2 separate regions of the Mus musculus genome follow, and region 2 is linked to region 1. Evidence: chromatin contacts called from public Hi-C data. All regions are on one chromosome and are shown on one strand. Each heading gives the region's core, a stretch centred on a gene start, on an enhancer-like site or on the middle of the called end of the contact. The rest is flanking DNA. Distances are from core to core; before and after follow the strand shown.

Evidence for each region. Hi-C and Micro-C count contacts between places; a contact is called where the count stands out from the background.
Region 2: a Hi-C map of bone marrow-derived macrophages shows a contact between it and region 1, with 1.6 times the contacts expected there. The contact joins the enhancer-like site here to the promoter of Ctsc in region 1. A contact is called at or near these places in 3 of 39 promoter capture datasets (the 3T3-L1 cell line, liver and macrophages), 1 of 15 datasets of contacts at CTCF or cohesin (CD8 T cells), 3 of 484 Hi-C or Micro-C datasets (the 63-12 cell line, bone marrow-derived macrophages and liver), 2 of 115 datasets of contacts at active chromatin or transcription factors (CD8 T cells and thymic regulatory T cells) and 2 of 9 other capture datasets (adipose tissue and pancreatic islet).

What each region holds. Positions count from the first base shown.
Region 1 is chr7:88,275,428-88,281,243 of GRCm38.p6, reverse strand. Ctsc (cathepsin C) reads right to left here and starts at 3,159. Exons shown (of 7, transcript NM_009982.5): 1 at 2,870-3,159. The coding sequence starts at 3,041.
Region 2 is chr7:88,355,138-88,360,906 of GRCm38.p6, reverse strand. It overlaps the pseudogene Gm2407. Among named protein-coding and RNA genes, the nearest start is that of Gm25345, 14 kb to the right of the region's middle. Within about 2 kb of position 3,671, at least 25 of the 459 cell types and tissues checked have an H3K27ac peak or open chromatin away from gene starts, as enhancers often do. A contact at or near this core is called in the 63-12 cell line, CD8 T cells and bone marrow-derived macrophages, where this site is marked.

The DNA.
Region 1 (5,816 bases), core at 1,910-4,409:
GGACCTAACAGGACAAGTATTAGATTATAAACTCAGCACTGGGGATCTGGAGACAGGCAGATTGTTAAGGGACTAGCCTGGACTACATAATAAATTCTAGGTTCTCTAGGGATACATAGTGAGACTTTGCCAGAAAAGACTTGTTTTTTTTTCAATTTTTTTTTAATTGGTTATTTTATTTATTTACATTTCAAATGTTATCCTCCTTCCGAGTTTCCACTCTGGAAACCCACTATCCTCTCCTCCATCCCCTTACCTCTATGAGAGTGCTCCCCCACCCACCCACCCACACTCCTCAAGTCTCAATTTTGTTCCCTCTGTATGGTGATGAAGAAGGGCTCCTGGCAAGTCTGTGAAGAACATTGTGGTGTCAGCTAGCACATTGGCAGAGAGATCAACCAAACACTTAAAATATCTTCCCATCTGGGTGTGTTAATCCAGAGTCAGAAGTAGGTGAGTTTAAATCCAGCCTGGTCTACACACTGTTACATCCAAACCAGGGCTATATAGCAAGGCACTGTCTCCGAGAGAGAAGAGGGACCTGGGAGAGGGAGGCAGGGAGAGAAAATATTTTCTTCTTGTAAAAAATGGGGAGGGGACTGTTCAAAATTAGAGAAATGGGGGCAAGCTAAAAAGAAAAAGAAAAAAAAAACTGATCAAAAAAAAAAAAAAAAAAAAAAAGACTACATAAAAACACTGACTTAAGCCGGGTGTGGTAACGCACACTTTTAATCCCAGCACTTGGGAGGCAGAGGCAGGCGGATTTCTGAGTTCGAGGCCAGCCTGGTCTACAAAGTGAGTTCCAGGACAGCCAGGGCTACACAGAGAAACCCTGTCTTGAAAAAACGGGGGGTGGGGGTGGGGGGGGAACACTGACGTAAATGTTACCTCTCTCCTCAAAGATATAAAAATAATTTGAGTTGATAGGTACTAATGTTTAACTTGCATAATAACAGGGTCTTTTTGGGTTGGGTTTGGTTTGGTTTGATTTTTTGAGACAGAGTTTCTCTGTATAGCACTGGCTGTCCCTGAACTCTCGCTGTAGACCATGGTGGACTCGAACTCAAAAATCCACCTGCCTCTGCCTCCTAAGTACTGGGATTAAAAGCGTGTGCCACCACTGCTCTGCTTCTGTGTGTCTTTAACTGTTGGATTAGAGTCAAAAGTAGATTTATAGGTAGAGGCTATTCAGCTGTTCAGCTGTGTCCATCTTAGAGTTTTACACATTAGTCTCTCTCTCTCTCTCTCTCTCTGTCTGTCTCTGTCTTTCTTTCAGATTAACAAGCTAGATGGAGACTGTTGGATTTCAGCAAGCCCCCCCCACCCCCACCCCAGGGGCTTAAGTGCATATTTTACACATCAAGGCAGGCCTGACCTTCAGGTTCTTCCAGTATCCCTATGTCCCTACCTGGTGTACCAAACCTTGAACTTTCCAGCCTAAGGGTTGGGCTGCCCTTCCACCAGAGGCTCTTCCCTATATAATCCAGTCATTTTGGTCTCTTGTCCTTCCTTTTTTTTTGGTTTTTCGAGACAGGGTTCTCTGAGTAGCCCTGGCTGTCCTGGAACTCACTCTGTAGACGAGGCTGGCTTTGAACTCAGAAATCCGCCTGCCTCTGCCTCCCAAGTGCTGGGATTAAAGGTGTGTGCCACCACTGCCCGGCCTCTTGTCCTTTCTATCTTCAGACCTTCTCTCCATGGGAACTTTCAATCTCTTCCCCTTCTCCTCTGTCTCCCTTCCCAAGGCTGTTTCCCTGATCTGTGATCTTGCCTCCCCTGCCAAAAGCAGTTTCCAAATAAACCTGAGATATAGATAGATAGATAGATAGATAGATAGATAGACAGACAGATAGGTAGATAGGTCCCTGATCTGGCTTGAATTAGCTCATTTTACCGTGAAGGAATAACTTATCAGAGACTTCATATGATAAGGCGATGCAAACCTTTTCTCTCCCTTCTGCCTCATCTCCATGCTCAAATTTAGAAAAGAAACAATTGTAGACACCACCCAGGATTAAGCTAAACCCAGTCACCTGGAATTTAGTAAATGACTCCTTGTTGGAGGCAGGGGAGGTGGGATATATGACAGCATTTATTCTACTCACAAGAAAACTACAGTTCAGAGTTGAGTTTCTCTGTGCAACTCTGACTGGGGAGACCATAAGTGTCACTCTTCTTATCTGTACTACTGTTTTCCTATATCCGAGGCACGTGGAATGCCCCAGTCTTCATTTACTACATACTCACTGAGAGCCAAGTGTTAGGCATTGCGTTTGCTTCCGTCATATCCAAACACTACTGTAAAATGTGACAAAAGAGACAGGAAAAAGCTTTTGTATATCTCTCGAAATTCCTTAAACAAGGCGTCCAGAAATGTCAAGGAAAGTAGCAGATAAAACAGGCCCAGTTTGAAGTGGTCTCTTCCCACTACCTCACAGGGAAAGAAGGAGCGCCCCCATTAGAAAGAAAAAGAAAAAAAAAAGAAAAAAAAAAAAAAAGAAAAAAAAAAAAAGGCTAACTCCTAGAGTCTGAGCTCAGCAGTCAAGACTCTGAATTTTAAAAACAAGAACCTGTCAGACCTGAGTGAAGGGTCAAGAAAGCAGTTCTCCACTCGCTTCTAAGAAATCAAAGCAAATAAAACAAGTAAAAAACCAGGGGCGCGTTTCCTTGAACATGAGTTGTGAGATAATCAGGAAAATAAGTGTAAAGTTAGAAGTTCTCAGCAGCTCAAATTCAACTTAGCGGCCCTGGCTCTGATCCCCCAAGGGGCCGTTCGTCAGCTCTTAACTCTCCAGTCACCCAGAAACGCCGGCCCCAAGGCAAGGACTCAGGGACAGAAAAGGACAACTCGGGACCCTGGGAAGCCGCTTACCCATCACCGAGCAGTTAATGTCGCTTCGGGAACTTCTAGGGCCCACCTGGAACACCCAGGTGCCCAGCAGATCAGGGTAGGTGCAGTTGGCAGGAGTGTCGGAGCGCACGGTGCAGACTCCCAAAAGCACCAGCAGCAGGACGGCGCGCAAGGAGTGGGTCCAGGGACCCATGCTGACGGCGCCCGCGGAGCAGATGGCAGAGAAAGCAAGTTCAACTGGAACACCACTCGATGGCAGTCAGGCGACCCTAGTGGCTCCCGCCTTAAAATACCCAAGAGCCCGGAAACCCAGGGTCCGCGGGGCGGGGTTACAGGGTGGTGAGAACAGAATGAGGTGGGGGAGGAGCGGCGAGGCTGTGAGGACGGGGGCGTGGAGTGACTGAGATGTAGGGAGGGACAGGGTGTGACTAGGTGAGGCAGCACGAGGTGGCCTGAGGAAGTTAGTTAGTGACAGTGTAGGGTGGGGACAGGCACCACTAGGAGGAAGAAGGAAAGTGGCCTTTGGGGACCTCTGCCTTTCAAGGAACGCCAAAGCTGAGAACTCTGTAGCGGTGTTTTGTAATGCCAGTGTGATTAAAATAGAATCTACCCTGTGCAATACAGGGTTGACAAGAGTCTTAAAGTCTACTGAGGCTAATTCTCTTTCTCTTGTTTTTGGTGCACTTTCCTGCATTTCTGACTCCGTGGAAAAACTTTACTAGCTAACCTAAGATAGTCTTGAGAATTTCTGTTCCATTTACCAAATCTAGCTTTTTATCTTCAGGGTTTTCTTTGGTTTCCGGTCTGCCTGTTTACCCGAAGATTTCAATTGTAGTGAACCTTTACAGGTTGGGTGAATCTGTTTTGTTTTCCCTCCCTGGAACTTTATTAGGATTAAGTTGAATGGGGTGGGGGTTGCGGGTGACTGGGGTGATCACATTGTGATCACATTGCTCAAGCCCTTCTGTTTTCAGAATGAAAGCAAGAATTAGAGAAAGAGGAAGTAGCTTGCTCAGGATGAAGTGGTCTTCTGAGCTCCTGTGTCAGGCTTTCCCAAGGGCGAGCTGAAGGGAGCATAGTTGAACCTTGCCTCCTCTGTCAGTCTTCTTGCCTGCAATTGTTAAGTAGTAATCTTTAGCGAAGCATCCTGCTCTTGTGAGAGCTGTTTTGAGTTGCCTGGCTGTTGTTGGCTGGGATCATGATCATTCTGAGCTAATCTGAGAATACAGAGATGAACCAGGCAGACTTGATGAGCCTCTTTGACCTAGTAGGCTTGTGCACTTTGTTTCTTTTTAAACCCCATCCCACAGATCACAGATATTTATGTGCAGACTTTTTTTTTTTTTTTTCCACTGAGTACATGCAGTCCGAGGAAGCAATGTGGTTGAAGAACAAACCACTTCTGTCTCTGAATTCTGCTTTAAAAACACTCAGGCTTCTAAGCCTGAAGGCACACTTTGATAGGGGTCCTTCTTGATAACTAAGGGGCTAGAGTGTTCTTTCATATGAAACTAGGCTACAAGAGCTAAATGGGGAGGAGCTGACACCTTCTAGATCTCAAAAGCCTTTATAGGATTAAGAATTGACATTGTATAATTAAGCTAGCATTTTCTTTTAAAGGCCCCATTACAGATAGCATCACTTTCCTAAATTTCTACAGTTTGTCGTTGTTGAAACATTTTACTAAATGATCCATATCTTAGAGCTAAACGTGGGATCTGGGAATTCCTTTGATGGACATAATCAAAGTAGAACACTTACTTGTTAAAAAGAAATTAAAGCAGCCTTTCTAAAGTCAATGGCAAAGATTGTGGGTCACTTTGGATTAATGAATGCATCCTGATATTAGGAAATGGAGATTTAGAGAGTTGAATCACTTGTCAAATGTCATTGCCAGTTAGGGAGAATCAGCAAGAAACATGTGCAAGTTGCACGCCCCAAAGTTTAGTATATGTTGAGTGATATAAGATAATATGAGTTTCTAAGCAATACACACTTGTCCTTGGGCCTCCGAGATGGTACTGTATAGTGTGGCTCAGGAAGTGTAATTCCAGTGCCAGTTTATAAACTAAGTTATGCAAGTTTCTGAGTTTTACCTTATACCTCTGCCAAACCAGAGAATGTTGAAGTAAATTCCAGCATTTCTTTTCAGCAGTGTATTTTTTAACAGTCTTTTAGATGATACAAAATCAATTTGAAGTTTAGGGAGCATCTTCAGGAACTTTCTCAGACTTGAAGTCTGGCTGTGGCACAATCTGTAGATCTGTTACTGTCTTTTGCCTTTCTTCTTCTTCTTCTTCTTCTTCTTCTTCTTCTTCTTCTTCTTCTTCTTCTTCTTCTTCTTCTTCTTCTTCTTCTTCTCCTTCTCCTTCTCCTTCTCCTTCTCCTTCTCCTTCTCCTTCTTCTCCTCCTCCTTCTTCTTCTTCTCTTCCTCCTCCTTCTTCTCCTTCTTCTCCTTCTCCTCCTCCCCCTCCTTCTTCTTCTTCTTTTATTTCTCCTCTTCTTCTTCCTCTTCTTTCTCCTCCTTCCCCCTTTTTCTTTAATTTATAAGGTGTATGTAATTATATCTCAGCTGGTTTTACAGTGACTAAGTGAGTCAATAACAGATAACTTCAGGTATCACACACATTTGCCACTGTGTATATTTATGGTTTTAGAACCATTTTTCTTCTCTCTTAAGCTTTTTTTTCATTGCACTTATATATTGATTTTGTATATGTAGGAGATACACATAGTATGGAGTAAATTCCAGCCTTCTACCGAATGAGTCCCAGGTTCAAACTTACATATTTAGGCTTGGTGGCAAGGACTTTTACCCAGTGAGGTATCTACTAAGACTGTCACTATATACCTTAGTTAGGGTTTTACTGCTATGAACAGACACCATGACCAAGGCAACTTTTATAAGAACAACATTTAATTGGGGATGGCTTACAGGTTCAGAGGTTTAGTCCATTATCACCAAGGT
Region 2 (5,769 bases), core at 2,422-4,921, 79 kb before region 1:
ACTTTCCAACTAAAAAAATTTAAATACATTATTTGACAATCCCACACATATATGCAGTGGATGGATTATTTCCATCCCCAACCTCTTTTAGCCCTCGTACACCTAGGTCATCCCTTTTCCTCACCCTACATGTCTCTTTCTCATGTTTGTGTATTTCTCTTTTGCTTTGTAGATCACTGAGCATAACAGGAGCTATCTCTGTGGGCTGGAAAGAAAAACCAATCCTTGCTACAAAAGAGAGTTGGACTCTAGTGCAGAGATTCCGGGGTGGAGATGTTGGGACAATGGGAACTTCTTCAGAGACTCAGTTATATTCATGTAATTATAACAATAACAGTGACATTCATTAAATAGTTCTGAGACTGAACTGTGCGTCCCATATGTCAAGTTTAAGTATTGTGGTACAGTGTCCCCGTGGTTATGTGAGTTTGAGCTCAAAATTTGATCATTAATTCTTAACTGTCTATAGGGCATTTTAATCTTATTCTCTTTTCTTTGAGACAGAAAAAAATATAATCTAACATATATTATCAAGCAAAATTCTTCCACACCATCTGATATATAGTCACCCAATAAATTTACAAACCTAACAATAGACACAGAAAATTCCTCTATGCTTTGAATAACACTGCCCTAATGTTTCTTATTAGGTCATCTGAGTTTCATATTAAATTAAGGCAAAATACTGACTCTAATGACTTCTAATATTCAAGAAGTTATAACTAAGTCTGTATTAGCATAAAATAAAAATATAGAAACTATTATTAAAATAATGTGTTGATAACAGCTGAAAAATCAGGTCATGCAACCTATTCGTTTTTAGTTTCTTGTGATAAATGCACAAATATAAATCTTTTTACCTCACTAACCTGACTCAATTGCCCAGCCTCCAACATCTATAGTTTGAAGATTAGTGTCTGTTTTAGTTGCTCTCAGGCTCCAGCCATTCACAAGACATCCCACAACTTTTCCTGTTAGACATGATCAAAGCTTAGAAGTCAATGGAAGTTTTCATAAGAATATTTCCTGACCTCTATCCTATGAAGAGCAATCAATGAGATGTCTCATTCATTGAGTTCATATACAATTCATGCTAACATTTTATGAATAACCCTGGAAATTTTTGCCTTTGATCTGGGCTTTAGCTGAATCTTTCAATAATGTCATATAGTTAATAATGGGGATGCCTTGGACATTACTCATTACATATAAAATTATTCAAGCATTTTCTATTTACTTTTTGCTTGAAGATAAAATACAAATTAATTTTAGCTTGAATCAACTAAATTTGTTTGCAGCATTTTTTTTGTTTGTTTTCTTGGAAAATCATTTAGTTCTTCCACTTGACTGGTATGTTACCTGTGACAAATAGTGAATTGTTTTCTCCTCCCTGATACTGGAGCTATTCTGAAATAATAAAGAACTCTAATAAAGGCTCATTTTTAAGTAGAAGAGGAGATATTGGGCACTCTCTCTTGTCTCTAAACTTATGTAAAATGCCAAGGAATTTACCACAAAATATCAACTGTACAAGAAGGAACTTGTAAATAACTATTTAAAACAGTAAAGAAGTTTATTTATGTTAATTTTGTAAATATTTATAATGCAAATGAAAAATGAGCATTATCACATTTTTGCTCTACAACTATCAAATTACTATTATTGTTACTATTGTTATTAATTTGTGGTATTGAAAATCAAACTCAGGTTATAGATAGGTAGGTAGGTAGATAGATAGATAGATAGATAGATAGATAGATAGATAGATAGAATGGCATTTTTCTGTTCTTTCAAAGAGTAGAGTCTTTTGGTGTAGTTTTTAAAATATTTTTATACTACAGTCACCTGTCCTTTGAGTTTCTTTTATTAGAAGGATATCACCTCCAGAATTATTAAAATTATATGCTCTTTTGAGCATGTTTTAATAAATCATAATAAGATGATGTAATTAATTAATGTGATGATTTCATCATTTTAATTTCACTTTTACCATTCACCTTAATTTCTCTAAAATATAAAAAAATAATACCATCACTTTTAGTTTCAATATTATTTGAGATAATCTTTGCTCTTACTACAACAGTATATAATAGGTACTGTTACAATTGTTCCAACCTAATAAAAAAAGAAAATAAATCTGTAAGAGCTAGGAAGCTGCACATGGTTACTATCTTGTAAGCGAGAGCCAGGCCTGGACGTAAGACACGCAGCTGGAAATGTCCACATCCTTTAAGCCTTTCAGCTCTGGCTTTAGACATGCATTGGAGTTGTGGCTGGACCAATTCTAGCCCCTTCAAAAGGAAATGCATACAATAACAGCTTTGTTCAAGGAAATAAAAGGTAGAATGTGAAGAAGATAAATGCACCTTTCCTGCTTCTCAACAGCGAGCTTTTGACACCAGGACTGTTTGAACCATTTTCTACATGACATGTGCTGTTTTATGCTTTTGAATTTCTGTACAGAGCTCACCCGCATCTCATTAGAGGACTGAGTGATTCCTAAAGCGAGTACTCTGCAAATGATTTCCTTCTATTTTATTCTTCTGGGATTTCTGCTCTATGAAAAGTGGCTTACCTGCCCCAATAAACAGACCTCTCTATTGTATTGCCACTGCAGTCACATTTGTAAGATCTCGATTATAGCTCACTTATTTACATTCAGCATTCTAACTGTGTTTATAAACATCTGCTCCTCTACTGTTATCAGTCTCTTGGGCATAGTAGGCAGCAGCCTCCTGCATTTTTCTATCCCAAGTGCTTACCTTAGTAATCTCAGAGAAGGTACCAGTGAAAATATCATCATTGCTGTAGGTGTGTGCATGTTTTTTTTTCCTCAAAGATTTTCCTACTTTATCTAAGAATTTTTCACTTAGGGAATACAGTGCTGTCCCCAGCACTTTACTAGATAAAAACACTGATTATTTCTCTAAACATGGAATTTCTCAGAAAAAAAAAAAGAGTAGTCTTGACCAACTCCATAAATTAAAACTCAAATTCTAATTTTTCTAAGTGAATAAATTCTAACACATGGTAACAAGTTTAAGTCTATTTTTAATGTTTATATTTAACTAGTTCTTAAAATTCAGCCAGTCTCCATAGCTGTGCACATTACCTCAATTAGAGATAATAGTCTAAATTTGAGAGTTTTAATAACATTGGCCTCAGAAAAGATATTTGTCTTGCTTCCTCTTTACTCCTTTTATTTTTCTCTATCCTATTGATTACAGTAACATCCAGGTCATGTCTCTGAAAGTCTTAAGAAAATCCTATAGAAGTTACAGCCGCAATGTGAGGGCCAGGCCACTAGGTGGAACCCAATTAAATCTAAGGCTATTAAGCTCCAATATTAATCCTTCACATTCGCAGGAGGCTTTTGCTGGAAGAACAAAGGACACTGACAATCCAACCTGTTCATTGTCACAGTAGAGTAGAACCAAGATCAGACTCTGAGACATTGGCAAACAGAAGTAGATGTCCAAAGGATTGGTTATCCCCTCTTTGAATTTGAGGCAGTAACTTTCCCCCCATTTCTCTGGAGTTTATGAAAGGAAAAAATGGACAGCTCAAATAAAAGAGGAACAATCCCTCCTCAGTCTTCTCTAAGGCACGACAAAGCCTGCTGGAAGAGCTTTAATTAGCTTACCATGTGGAGTCTCTATACTCTAATCTAGAGGAAGTGGGTATCATCATGCCAACAATGAAAATAAAATATCTAGGTTTCCTCTTTCTAGAACATCAAAGAGGTCTCATGTCAGTTGTCTGTTGCAGCTTTGGGCAAATCAACAATGTGGTCAAGTCTGTCTGTAGCTTTTCCTCTAATTGAGTCTATGGTCAGGACAAGTTTCCTCTCCAAGCTGCTTCCAAGAAGAAGGTTGTGAGGCTGAGAGGGGGGTTACCCTCTGCTTCTATGATGTCTGCGCACAGACATGTATGGAAATATGAGAGGAGGAGGCTGAAGGATGAATGATCATGACAAGTTAACACAGGAAGCTTCTCTACCCTTCAGTTATCCTGGGCTTTTTCTACAGAGCCTCACTCTGCAATGTCTTTATTTTAGAATGGTATAGAAGAAATAAGACACAACACCATACAATGGTGTAAAAAATATGTATTATATATATATATATATATATATATATATATATATATACATATATATATAAACACACATATATGTATTATACACACACATGCACACACACACATATGTGTGTGTGTGCATGTGTGTGTGTGTGTGTGTGTATATATGAATAATTTCTGGTACATGTATGCATCTTCAACCCACCGGATTACATTTACACATAAAGAAATGCGAAATGCTATGTGATCTCTTAGGACCCACAGCTGAAGAGGTTGGTATGCTCTTGGGAAATCTTTGAGTTAGTTAATGTATCTTTGAGTTAGTTAATGTATTTATGAGTAATATTTACCAGATTATTTAGCTTGAACTACTCACAAATAATGATGAATTAGAGTTCCAGAATCTTCATTAAGAAAGTCTACTGAGAACTTTATTATTCACAATTCATTACAGCTTTCTAGTTGAAATGGCAAGAGAAATGAACAATGATTTGTTTTAACTTTTGCGGTGCCAGAGACTGGGGCAGAAAGAGAGTTTCTAGGACTATAGAGTCCAAAAGGCCGCAAAAATCAAGGCCGCACAAGGGCTCCAGAGTTTTTAGAGTCTTCATTTTTTAAATTGAATGTGAAAATTCACTGAACTTTTTTTTAAAAGAAAGAAAAGAAAACGTCTTACAGCTTACAGAAGAGAAATATTCTAAGGAAACCAATGCTTTCAGGGTTTGTTAATGACATTCTGTATTGTTAAAGGATTAGAGAATCTAATGTCATTAAAATATACACAATAATGAAATATTTACTTATTATGGACATTTGTATAGTAAAAACATGGAAAGTATGACATAAATCCATACAAATCCCCTCTGAAGCATATACATATTACAATTACATGTATATGTATCTGGGTGTATATATACATATGACATGTATGATTATTTCTCTTACAAAGATAGGAAAGGAGAATCATCTCAAACTTTTTAATATTTGGGAGAACCTAAAATAACATGGCAAAATTATCAACTCATTTTGGGCAGTAAGTTTCATCCTTGAGAATGTCTTAGTTTCAAACAATAGACTTCATCATACCAAGCAAGACCCAGCATCTCAAATAATGATAATTGTGTTCTTATTTTTGATAAGAGGACCTAAATATAATAGACCAATGAGAGGAAATCTCCAGGCTCTGTCATGATCATGCTGAAGAAGGGCCCTTCTACCTAGCGAAGTAGTAGATAATCCCACAAGAGACTGATATACTGAGATGGATGCCATTCATCTCAAATATATTCTAAATCTGATATAACAACTTCTGGTTCAATAGTGTCAAGTTAAGAGGATGGTGTTGGCTGGAAGTTACTATACCATCATAACGTCTATCCAAGCTCAGAGAACTGGTACTGTCATAAAATTGGAAAAAGAAATAAGCAGCTGGTGCCACAAATTTCTTCTAGGGCATCTATAATACTTTTCATTTTTAAACAACAAATTGATGAAACTTTTCATAATTGTTCTTTATGGAACGCTCTTTTCCCTCTTAATTTTTTATATATGAGTAAGACAAAAGTATAAACAACTGCAACCACGAATATTAAAGTAAGCAGCCTTTTTTTTCTACTCCCCAACCCCTGATAGGTTTGAGATGAGCCTTTTTCTTTTCCTTCTACATTCATAGTATCTTGGGCCCTGCTA